2 separate regions of the Columba livia genome follow, and region 2 is linked to region 1. Evidence: chromatin contacts called from public Hi-C data. All regions are on one chromosome and are shown on one strand. The core of a region is the stretch at or near the end of the contact, and the rest is flanking DNA. Distances in the headings are between cores, read along the strand shown.

Region 1 (6,537 bases), core at 2,867-5,366:
TGCATTTCAACTTACAAAGTGTATGAATTTTACATATTGAAGTTGACTGTTTCATTTCACACACATAACCACTTTGTCACAGTCATTACACCCATTTTTGGATCTCCTTAGCAGCACTCCGTATATAACCTTACACTAGCCCACCACCAACACTACCCATAACTGAACATACAAACTACAGTGATTTCAGTTCCCAGGAACATTAACAAGTATTTCTAATGTTCTAAACTGTACACATATGAATCATCTGAGTTTTTCTGTTGTTTTTTTTGTTGTTTTTTTTTTTTTTTTTAAACCAGGCATTTATTTAAAAATGGTTCAGCCCAAAGTGAAAATCAGCTGAAATCACAGAGTCTGATGTGTCATGTTGACTTTTTAATTGTTTTGACACAAGACAAAACATTTTACATGGACATGAAACTGCAAAGATTTACCCGTTTAGTAAATTTGGGTGATAAAAGAGAAAATACTGATGTTTTTGTTCTTTTCAGCCCTATTTTGACAGCACATCTGATATTAACTTTGTGCCTAATCCTCACTTTTCCATGGGACAGATCCAGGAAAAATCATGGTAATACTATCACTTTTGTTCTGCAGAATTCCAAGTTTATCTTTGGAATGTGTTCCAGGACAGTTTACTGTACTTTCATGTCACTCGTGAGTGGTTGACCAGGTGCCAAGCCCTAAAAATCCATTTAAGTGCTGTGAGTGCTACCAAAAAATGCCACCTCCTGGGTGTCAAAATTAAGTTCAAGAACCGATGGGGAGAGGAAATCAAAGTTAAACAGTGCACAGATTTCTTGCAGAGTGCTCTTTTTCTTTGGGATATTTAATAATTTTAGGACTGTGATAACTCTCTTGACGCAGAAATGAATTATTTAAAGTTAGTATTAGTAATTTAGTTTAGTTTTGATAGCTGCCAGCTGTAACCTGACGGCATTTAGATTTAGTCACATGGAAATCCCCTGTTGTATATATTCTAGTATGTTGGATCTCTTTGCACTCGTCAGTTTTATATCTTTCCGCAAATACCAGAAGAAAGATCTTTTTAGGTTCTGGCAAAGATCTTGGAATGGGAAAATGCGCTGGTTGCCAAAAAGGCACTGATTACTGTAGCAGAGTAGCCTGGAGTTTCTATCCTTTTCCTTTTAATATGTGAACTTGTTTCTGATTTAGAACTGACTCTCCTGGCAAAGGTGTTTTCCTCACTGCTAGTTTGTGCATAGCGAGACTATATGTGACTTTATTGTCTCAGAGTACACAAGCCAGTTTTCACTTACTCAAAAGCACAAATGATTTTTATATCATTTAGTCTTACGTTGCAAAAGACAGAGTGCGTGCAGACAAGATAGGGACAGAAACCACTTCTACTGCCTGTATGCTTTTTAACCATGATTTCAATAACAGAAATTATGGAAAACTGCTTAAAAATCAACGAAGAAAAGAGAAAAAGTCTTTCTAACAAAAGGAAGAACTACCTTTAGACAAACCCAGTATGAAAGGATCAAGTACGCAAGGATACTTGCATACTTCAATACTTCACCCTTAGATTTCAAAGTGCTTTTTGCTTAGCGTCAGCATAATAGATTTTCCTTTGATAATGTGTCAATAGAGAATTTAATGAATGTTTACAAGATGACCTTGCACAGTGAAAACATTTCTTTGTATAACTGAGGGGGAGGTTGTTTTGTTGTTGTTCGTTTTTTTTTGGTTTGTTCTCTTTCTGTTAAGGTGATTGGGTGATGCTCCAGTAAAGCCCAAAGAAGCTATGGAAACATTTGTGGCTGAAATGCCTTCTCATATATTCTCTCATATTTATTGCTGCTACATCTGAACTGTGGGGTAGAAAGCACTTTCTATGTGCCATATCTGTATGCGGTGTGCTGGCCACATCTTAAACCATGAGAAAGCAAGATTTTTATTCTTTTTTTTAACCTTATCTCTTCCTCTTATCTTCAGATTTCCACAGAAGAGAAGCCACAACAAACAGCTCTAGCTGCATACTCGATCTGGACATACAAGAAACCCCATGTGTCCAAAATGACATCTATTTCATAATCTAAACATGGCCAGAGCTGCCTAGAGGGAGCTACTGTTGCAGTTCCTAAAAATGCTACTTGAATCTACAGGTCTGTTAAATCCCTAAAGCCTTGATTTGATCCATTAATCCATCCACAGTGAGTAAATTATTACTTATATAAAAATAATCTGAGAATGAAGCATGACAATGCTTGACTTCTTAAAACCATACACTGAAATTCTACAAATGTGACATAATAAAAAGTGAAAGTGAACAAGTGCACTCTTTCAAATGAGATACTAAAGGCCAAAGTCTTCATGCCCAGAGTCCTGCAAAGAAATTAATCGCAACTGCATGGCAAGTGAGATACATTTACTAAGCCATGTCTGCTTCAAAGCAGATCCTGCTGGCATGTAACTTGTCACAAAATCAGGTCTTCAAGGGAACTGTTTGTGAGAAATCAGTTTCCCAGCTGGCACTGGGGGAATTAATTTCTACTGTCACAGAATCAACGAATTACTTAGGTTGGAAGAGACCCTTGAGATCATCGAGTCCAACCATAACCTAACTCTAGCACTAAACCATGTCACTAAGAACCTTGTCTACATATCTTTTAAACACCTCCAGGGACGGTGACTCCATCACTTCCCTGAGCAGCCTGTTGCAGTGCTTCACAACCCTTTTGGTGAAGAAATGTTCTGCATGGTGTCTCTCACCACATGCATATTCTAACTTCAAGGTGGGGATTTGGCAGGGTCAGATTAGACCAAGAGGAGGGGGCTAGTCAGTGCACTTAGGTGACCACTATACTCATAGAAGATCAGCTTGCCTGAACTTGCTTGAAGCCGTAGGCATTTTGTGGAGCAGTTAGGGCAGCACCCATGCCTTAAGGATAAGTCAAGAGCTGTGTCTCAGTAGGAAACTATCTAAGCTTGGGAGATATGGGGAATATTTGAGAAATCAATGATAAACATTGAAGAAGGAATGATGAATGTCAAGCATTAAGAAAAGGCAGGGGAGTATTTCTAGATTTGAACTGATTGGTATTCTCATTCTTTGTCTCAGAAAGTTCACAATTGGCTCTACAGACTTTGCTTCCACCGAAGTCCAGCGTAGTATGGAAACACAGAACCACCCAGCTGACACAAGAATGATACGTGGGAGCACATCTAAGTGTGCACATGGTATATAAAGCAGATGAGGCTTCCTAAATACAAACGTGTATTTGGGCGGTAGGTCAACTGGTTCATAACATTTTTTTCCATTTCTGTGTTACAGATAAAGTCAAAGAATTGTGTGTTGCCAAACAAAGCTGCTTCAGGCTGGAGAATCTGGTAAGCTAGTTTTAGCTTCTATTTAAAAAAATACTTTTAGTTTTTGTTATTAGGTTGATTTTGAAAGTGGAAACTCATCATTACAATAAGACTGTGGGTTTTAACTTCTTACATGGCCATGGACAAACCAAATCAGTAGCCCTGGAGAGAGCCCCAAAGCTACAGAGACCTCCCCCTTAGACCAGCACTGCTGATGCTAAACACCAGTTCTGAGAAATTCTTCCCATATTTTCTGCTCAAAGTATCTCCTAAGCAAGTACTATGATTTTTTAACAGCTAGGAAGCATGAATTAATTCCTCCTGTGAAGAAGACAATGTAAAAATGTGATTTCTGTTTTTATGTCAACATCGTCTCTCACCATCAGCAGTCTTATTTTTCTATCGGATTCTTTACTTCACTATTAGAAAAGCAGGGATACTACATAATTCCTGAAGTATTAAATGGCAATGTATTAATAATCACTAGAAGCTCAAAAAAATTACTTGAAGGCTCTAAGCCAAATGCAGCCAGACTCTTGGCTTTGCAGAAGAATTCATTGACCAACCTTTTATACAGATGTAGACACATTGCCAGACCTGGATCAAACGCTTGATCTCCATATTTCCTACAGCAAAGACTTTCATACCATAGGCACCATATTACACAGTATAAGGCTTTGAGCTTGAAGGCATCTCATCTGGCTTAACCCTCAGGCCAGCCTTTTTGGACAAAATTGAAATCACAGTAGAGAAAAGGCAGAGGAGCTAAAAAGGCATCACAAGCCTAGTCAGTATGTTAAGGACATTTTGCAATGTTTTTCACTAGCTGACAAAAGGGATCTGGATGCTTAGCACTTTTAACAAAAGGTCTTTCCCTACTGTTGTACACATATTCAGGTGCTCCTAACCCACTAGTTTATTTATCCTCACTACCTTTTTTTGTGTGCTGATGGGATTTGCTGAAGCACTGAGAACCAACTTAACTCCACAGAGATTGGTGGGGTTTTTTTGTTGGGTTTTTTTTTTTGAACTAGGGCTAGGTCAAGACTAACCACTTAAATTATAATATCTGATTAAAAAAAGTTCAAACCAAACAAACAACATCCCCACTTTGCTGTTACTTTTCCTTAGTTGGAAAAAGGGGTTCCGAAATTAGGCCAGTAAGCCTAAGCAAATTAGCTACGTTACACCTGAACCTGTGAGATAATGAAACACAATTACCAACACATGTAGAGCAGGCTTTCACTGACTCCTTCAAAATCAGGGCTTACGCTCCATTTCCTTATGTAGGACTTCCTATAGCTTCTTTTGCAAGCACTAAATTTAATTTAAAGAAAAAAAACAACCCACCACTCTACCAAAGTAGACTAAGGAGAAGGAGACTTGAGAACAATGTACACTTTCAGCCCGAAAGCGCCATGATATCATTCTTTGGCTCACTAATATATATACTTGGAAGTACTGGGGCAGGGAGGAGGGAAGGAAAGAGAAACAGGGTTCTTTGTACCCTTATGAAACACCAAATGACTCCTTCTCCCTCTTGCCCCTCAGTAAATCACGGGGAAGCAGTTAAGTAACACGAACCAAGAAATTAGCACAAACAGCAGAGTCATTTCTGGAAAGCTGGTTTACCTAAAACGCCAGCCTGTCATTTTACCTGATTTATGTGACTCTGGTGAAAAGGTTTTACACGGAATTCTGAATGCCACTGCGGTTCTACACCTCAGACACAACAGAATATTGATATTTAAAACACATACTTTTTGCAAAGAAGGTTTTTCAGGCCAGCCAGGATTATCCTTACATTCTTTGTAATAGATGTCTGTGTTTTATATGTATACAGAGAAGAAATAGTAGTAACTATACCCCCTTGACATTTGGGGGTTGTGGACGTGTGTGATTTTTAAGCTAAAGCTGTAAACTGGCTTCAAGTTTACTTTTAGGTATCTATTTTACTTCCCATTTGCAGATCTCATTTGCTTTCATTACATTTTTGGGGTACATTTGAACAGGGAAAAGACTGAAAATACATTTGACAGAACATAGAAAATGAGCAAATATATAGAAAAGCCTGTTTTCATGTATAGATATCCCTCAAGGAAATAACTCATTACTTCAAGACCATCACAATAAATCCCTTCTGGACTCAAGCAAAGAAAACAATGTTGTTAAGGTTAACTAATGGCACTGGGTATACATTTCAACAGAACTTAATATCCAATTTTAACTCCAAATTCCACGTTTGGAGAAGTGAGAAGTTTTATCCCTTGGCTTTTATGGGCTACCACTGGCTTCAGTGTTTGTTGACCAACTCACATTTGTCTCCAAGCTGGCACTTTGTAGCATTCACGTGATAATTAATAAGCTTCATCAAGGCAAAATGGCAGTAATTATAGTCTTTTTAATGTTCCATTGCTAGAGGAGTAAAACTATGCAGAAAATAACTTATGTGAAAATCCATTATTTGATGCACAAAGCATATAAGCAGACTTGGACTCAACAAATGCTACTGCTAATGGCATGAAGATATTAAACAAACCCACAAAAAATAAAGTCAGGCTCAAATATTGACCTTGGTTGCGTATTTACAACTTTCGTTGATGGAGGAGCCATGGAAGGATCATTTTGGTCCCCTGTGAGCTGGGACAGTCGTTTGCTGCAACTATTTCCATTTACCACGTACAAAGAGGTCACACTTTCAAGAAGCAGAGATGGTAACTGGTCCAGCCTAGTCGAGACTCTGACATGGAGAACTAGTAAAACCTGTATTGTAATCTGTTTGTGTATCTTGATCATAAACTAGATTTTATATGTATTCAGCACAAACAGCTTGAATGGGCAATGAGACCAAAATATACCATAAAATGTGAGTGCACATCACCTCAAAACCTCTTGCCTTTTTTATTGTGCTGTAAGCAAGAGCATTTATCAACCAGGCTTTTTTAATGATTAAATTAGGAAACTAATTTTAAAATATGAAGTAAAATTAACTATTAATACTGCACTAAATTATTAACAGCAAATTACATTTCAAAGGAAAAATTTATTATATTGTAGTTACCAAAAAAAAAATCTAAAAATTTCTACTAGTTCAATATATCCTGAAAGTAATATCTCTACATTATTACATATATAAGATAGATACACTAAATTATTATGACTATTTCATAGTCTTTGGCTCCTAGACAGGTTAATAAATAATTC
Region 2 (6,242 bases), core at 2,908-5,407, 210 kb after region 1:
CAAGGGACAAAACTGCTCCCTCCGCTTCAGACCATGGCAGCAAACACCCCAGCTGCCCGCCAGATAAATAAACGGAAAAATGCATCAAATAACAGCGATAAAACCAGCACCGTGGGATGCGAGAGGGGCAGGGGCGCTGATGAATGACCAGAGCCCCGGGTACCCCGAACCGCCGACCGCGGGGCCGGGCAGCGCAGAGCCGGGGCAAAGCGGGGAAACGCGGGGACCTGAGGCTGCGACACCTTGGGGCCGTGTCTGCCGGGCTTGCACAGACACCCCTGAGCGGCTGGGGGTCGGAGGCGTCCCCTGCCCTCCCTGCTTGCACGGCCGTGGCTGTAAGCACCTACCTCTTGCTTGTGCAAGGAGTAAACTATCGAGGTTTGTCTGCGGACTTGTATATTTAACACTCATCTGTATTAAGCATTCACCTCTTTCCCGCAAGGATTTAAAACACCCGCTTTAAAACGGGTCTTCTCATTTAGCGCCTTTTATCAACGCAAATTCTTTCACCCTGGTGTTTACAGACATTCCTGCGCAACCTCCCAGTCTCCGTTACAGCGCGGCGAATCCGCCGGCAGTCGCTTGTTCGACGCCTTCTTCCCCTATCCCCTACATTTATTTTACAAAGTATCTGCATTTTTCAAGGTTGTGGGCAAAAAATCAAACAAACAAAAAGTGAAAATGTGCCCCCAAATTAATACGGCGAAATAAGGCTGGGAAATGAAAATAAAAAAAAAATAGGAATAATCGGTAGGAATGGTTTCTCCTTCAAGCACGGGGTTTCCGTCCTCCAAAGGGCGGCGGCACCGGGACCGAGGAGCATCGCGGGCTGAATCGGGGGGAAATGCCCCAAAACCTCCGAGCCCGTCTCGCCTGCGCTAAGGTGCTTGACCTGGGAGTTGCACTGGGAGGACACGGGGTTTACGAGGGAAAAGTTCCCACCTCTTTAATAATCTTTCCTCCTCTGTGGATGGTGCTGTTATTGACCATATCCACGATGGCCACTCCCAAGTTACATCGGATCCCGAAGGAAATGCAGAATCCCAGTCCACTCATGATGGCAATGATGTACCTCCGGGGCAGCCCGAAGCAGGTACAGTCGCACAGCGGCGCTTTCTTTTCGGGCATTTCCACGGGCTTTCCATCTTCTGTCAGCTCGATGGTGTCCCCGGGCTTCTGCCTCTTCTCTAGGACCCTGCCCGGCACAAGAAGGGAAAAATCAAGCCCTGAACACACCTCGAGGAGCTGAAGGTTTAAATTTACCGCTCCCCCCGCCCCTTTGGCTCGGTTTGGATTGATTTGAGGATATACTCCTTGTTTTCAGTTCACCTTCAGCTGTTCTTTAGCAGTGACCTGTGGGAGTCAGGATTAGTCATCCCCAGCTGCCCCCGCCGCAGGAGCCCAGGGAGGAGCTCTAGCTGAGAATTGCTCATCTATCATTAAAGACTTCTGCTCAAATATGTAGGACGCATTAAGAAGACATCAGCTGTAACCACTGCAGAGGCGCCATGTTGGGTAGCCCAAGAGGCAAAGTATGGAAACGGAAACAATCTTTTGGAGAAGGTTTTATTCCCTCCTTGCTCTATTAGAAACACCAAGGGGGATGATCTTGGTGTGTATCTCGCTTCAGTTCTGGGAACAAAAGAAATATCAACAGAAAGCGGGGGAGGGGTGCGATATTGCTACTTATTTTAGATTTGCAAAATGGCTGTCACATGCAGTGGAAGAAAATATGACCGTCTTTAGAGAACTGGGATCTCCGGAGAAGACTTTCCTAAAGATCTCATCTGCTCAGCTACACATCGAGAGAGTGTGATGGCTCAGCAGGTTTAACCTTCCCAGATCAGCTTTAAGCTCGATCTCATTGCCCCCACTCCCTTGTTTTCACATGGGGATCCTATCTCCTAGAAAACAATGTGCAGGAATCTGAAGGGAAATGGTTATTTGCAGCTATTTCGAATCAACAGAAAAATACCGAAAGAAAAAAACAACAAAACCAGCCCACACCAACCCTGCCATCCACGAAAGGTGACTTAGAACATTTCATTTTATTTCTTCTTTGGCGAAAAAGCTTTAAAAAAGCCGTGTCGGTAGTAAGAAAGATCGGTTTTACCGAGCGAGCGTCCCATGCGGAATCTCTTAAGCCTCTTTAAGATTCTCTTTTCTTAATCACTGAGATATTTAAAAGACAAACCGCATCCATCGTGGCTCCGAAGTCTTGAGGAGAGAATACGTGACCATTTCCCGACACTCTGCCATCAACCCTGTTTTAGGAGTGTTTTCTCATGTCAGAAATTCTCCTCGGAGGAGAATCCCTTTGAGGTTAATTCATCCGGCTAATGGGGCACTAACAATTAGCAGAATCAGGCTCAAAAGGTTCTCCGTGTTTTGGAGAAAATACAGGGATTTTCTCCAATAGTTACTCTGTTGAAATTCTTCCGATTTTTCTTTGCTGGAAGAATTCTTTCCATATTTAAAGACCGCAACATTAAAAAATGTTGTGAATAAAATAAACCACCGTGGTTTTATGTTCTAAATTCGTTCGTTCGAATAAAGGATGATGTAGAAGTGTTTTCTCCCTGAATGGGTTTCTTGTCGTCGGGAAGACACTAGGAATCAATGTACAAGGCACGGGAAAACTGTTTTAATTTTAAGAATCGAAAACAAAATAATTCAGTCCCGTGAGTTGAAAAAGATTTGTAAATCGGACATTAGTTAATCAAGAGGGGCGTTCAAACGGAATTTTGCTGTAAAATACGAACACCGTTTCTTCATTATTCCCTGTGGGACTATATAAAAGCAGTAGGCATGATCGGTATAAGTTGTAGACTCTTTTAGGGTGAAAAAGAGCTTTATTTCTTCAATTACATTTCAATAAGTTATTCTGGATTATCAATATTTATTTTTCTGATCATTGAAAATTACTTAAATATGACTCAAACCAGTAGGATATTTACTGCGTTGTTGATGGCTTTGGTTTTGCTTTTGGCTTTTCAAAATTGTACCCTTCCTACTAAAATGGAAGCGTTAATTTTGTCTTTCTCACTTCACTGATATGTTCCCTTCCCTGAAAATGGCAGCAGAAGTTGTGACTCACGCTGTGGAACAGCCCTGTGCCCAACACTGCCGCATAGGTATGGAAAAAGACTCCTACGTGCCCTACCCATGGCAGATAAATCCGCAGTTGCCTTTAATCTGTAATTTGAGGGAAAAAGAAAATCTTCAGGGTAATTTCTAGCAAAAGGGACAATAGAAAAATACGTTGGAATTTCACAGACTGTTCTCACGCATCCTAGAGGTCACTAAAGTCGCCAGATTGGATGGAACACGATGTGTCAACTTTGGGGCATACACTTTTTAGGTATGCGAGAATTTGGGCTTGTTTATCTGTGTGTACAGGTCTGGAAGGCGGTAGAAATGTTCTGTACACACAGAAACACACTGCTGAGCGATGTTTTTGAGTTTAGCAATTGCAGTTGTGTATTACTTATAAGGCAAGTGGATGCTTCTCAAGGCAGACGGATAAATAATTAAACACATCCCTCTATATGTTTCAGCTTCAGGGAAAAAAAATCGTTCGGATATCAATTATTTATACATCTCCATGTTTATCTTCCTCTGACGACGAATTACACAAGGGAGAAGACTAATCGAAACCAGGAAAGATTATTATTATTATTATTTTTTAATGATTGGTAAAGGCAGCGAGAAAGATCCTGTGACTGCATTGCAAAATTAACAGGGAACAAAAATTCAGGGGGCTGCTCTCTCCTCATCGTGATTTCGACAGGATCCTGGTTTTGTGCGAAAAAGATGGGGTAATCTTTTGCTACATATTCACTGACACCATCTACGAATCAGATAGAGAAGTTACGAGGGTGCCATATTGAGAAGCTTCAGCACTAGTTTCCAGGTTCCAGATTATATCAGCAGTATCTCAGCAGCTCCCAGACCCTCCACCACTAGCCTCCCCAAAGCATTCGACCTCCTTCAGCAGCTGGTAGTAAAGGAAAGCTTCCATTTTTTTCTAGGAGGTAGAGTCCTAAGAGAGATCTCAGTCTTACCTGTAGAGTTGACCAAGCGATTTTCCAGCAAAATTCTTCAATCCCTCCTTACCAGGGGTCAAAATCCTTTGTTTTACCGACTCCATTCCTGCAGGGATGCTCGCCAGATTCTGCTCTGCTCTGGATAGGGCACTGCTACGAGCAACGATGGTTCATATTGGTTTAATCTCTTAACTTTGCCCCCCTCATTAAATGGCCATCAGTGCACCTCCGGGTAAAGGGAGAGCGAGAGGAAGCGTGCGCGCTGTGTGTGTGTGTGAGAGAGAGAGGGAGAGGGAGAGACGGCGTGCGGAGCCGGGGGGGGAGAGGGCGAGGGAGCGCGCCTGTGTGCGGCAGCGAGCGGGGAGTCTGCGAGCGCTGCAGGCAGCCGCCGGGGTTCCCGGCAGCGCGGAGTTGCCAAGCACGGTCAGAAAGTCTTCTCGGCCTCGCAGGGTGCAGTGGCGGCGGGTGGAGGCAGTGCCATGCCCGTCTGGGAGGGGACGGAGATCCCTTTGCGGGAGCGTTTCAGAGCAATCTCGGTTTGGCGCTGGCTGTAGAGCTGGAGGGGGAGGGGGGCGATTCGCCGGCTTAGGCAGACTGCCACGAAGTCCCCCGCGCCCCGGTGTCGCAGGCTAAATCCCTCGGAGGGCGAGGAGCCCTGGCGTGTCCCCGCGCCGCTCCCACCCGCCCAGCGCGGCCGCGCAGGTCGCGCCCCAAGGCGGCGGCAGAAGCGAGCGGCACCCTGAGGCGCCTCGCCCCGTTCAGCACCGCGGACAGCGCCGCGGCCCCTTCAGCACCGCGGACAGCGCCGCGCCTCCTCCGCGCCCCGCGGAGCCGCGTCCCCGCCTCCCGCTCCCGTCCGCGCAAGTGGGGCCCCGTGAGGGGGAACCCATGGCCACCTCCCTCTTTGAGTCCAGCTCGGTGCCATGGGGTTTGCCACACGTCGGGGTGAGCGTCGCTCACACCGTTGGTGTGGAGAAAGGACGTGGCCTTGGTGCAGTCGGTGGCGCTTCTGGGGAAACAGGGAATTAACTGCAAATAATGCTGCTCTTGCTATAAATAGATAATATCTATTCTAAAGGTATATTTATCTCTATACTCGTATTTACTCAAACAGATTACATTGTATCATATGAGGCATCCATTAGTGACTGCTTTCTCATAAGCATTTCATATTTTCCATCTCTTTTGTGTCTTCTTCTTTCACGCCTCCAAGTAGGCCAGTGTAACATTTAGACTTCATTTGTGGCATTTACAGCACTGCAATGAGCTGGGCACATTCTGAACAGAATTATTTTTCTTTCTAGAATCTAGTAGTCATTTTCTGACTTAAAATACTTCAAAGTAGATTGAAGATGCAAAATGTAGTATTTATTTAGAAGTCATATCCATTGTATTTCTCTTAGGCTTCGTGTTAATCTTAAAGTTTCTGTAGATTTGTTAATAAAAAAAAAAAAACACACAAAACCAACAAAAAAGTATAACTTGTGCTCTAAACAAATCCTTCTAAAATGAAGGAACTTCCTAGCTGGGGATAGAATGTAAACAGCATACTTTAAAAGTAAGATTCCCTGATGAAAATGTGTGTCGTAGCTGCAGTATCCTAAAAACAACTGCTCTTTGGATTTATATCAATATTTTTTTCTGACGTTGCCCTCTGGTGGAGGGTTAATGAAGTTTTACAGCAGCAAAGCACGTTTATACAAGACCAATTATTTTAATATTGACATTTCCCTAATGACTAATCCATCTAGAATTTCGATATTTCCTTTCAAATTTATAAAAGCACTACAAAGTACTACAGTAGAAAATAAATTAAAACTATATTGAAATGTTGCTAATTAGCATCATAACACAGAGTTGATTTCTAAGTCAAGGTAGGTACTGCATGTGGTTTTCAGCACAGGTTTCAGTGCAGCGTCTTCACTACCCTTGTGCTGCCAAAAGGATTTTTCCCAGTACACACCAAGCTGCACAGTTATATAAGCAACTCTTCCCAGTGTTCCATGGCTCCCGTGTGTCATTGCAGATGCTCAGAGAAAACCCATGTTGATAGATTTTTCTGAGGGACAGCAGGAACAGGAAATTGTTTTGCAGGGATGAAATGGGGCCAGATTCCATAACCTTTCAGAAAAGTACTGAGCACTTTTCTGAGCTGGAATCTGAGGGTGTAAAGTCTGCAGGGCAAGGGTGCTTTGT

The links. A called contact is a pair of places that touch in the nucleus more often than the background predicts.
Region 2: a contact with region 1 is called in a Hi-C map of liver, with 2.5 times the contacts expected there. The contact joins the promoter of SLC17A6 here to the enhancer-like site in region 1. A contact is called at or near these places in 2 of 2 Hi-C or Micro-C datasets (crop and liver).

Annotation. Positions count from the first base shown.
Region 1 is chr5:63,975,920-63,982,456 of bColLiv1.pat.W.v2, forward strand. The region is part of intron 8 of GAS2 (growth arrest specific 2); the gene reads right to left. Among named protein-coding and RNA genes, the nearest start is that of SVIP, 35 kb to the left of the region's middle. Within about 2 kb of position 4,117, at least 1 of the 3 cell types and tissues checked has an H3K27ac peak away from gene starts, as active enhancers do.
Region 2 is chr5:64,186,728-64,192,969 of bColLiv1.pat.W.v2, forward strand. SLC17A6 (solute carrier family 17 member 6) reads right to left here and starts at 4,158. Exons shown (of 12, transcript NM_001282833.1): 1 at 4,065-4,158; 2 at 943-1,195. The coding sequence starts at 4,150.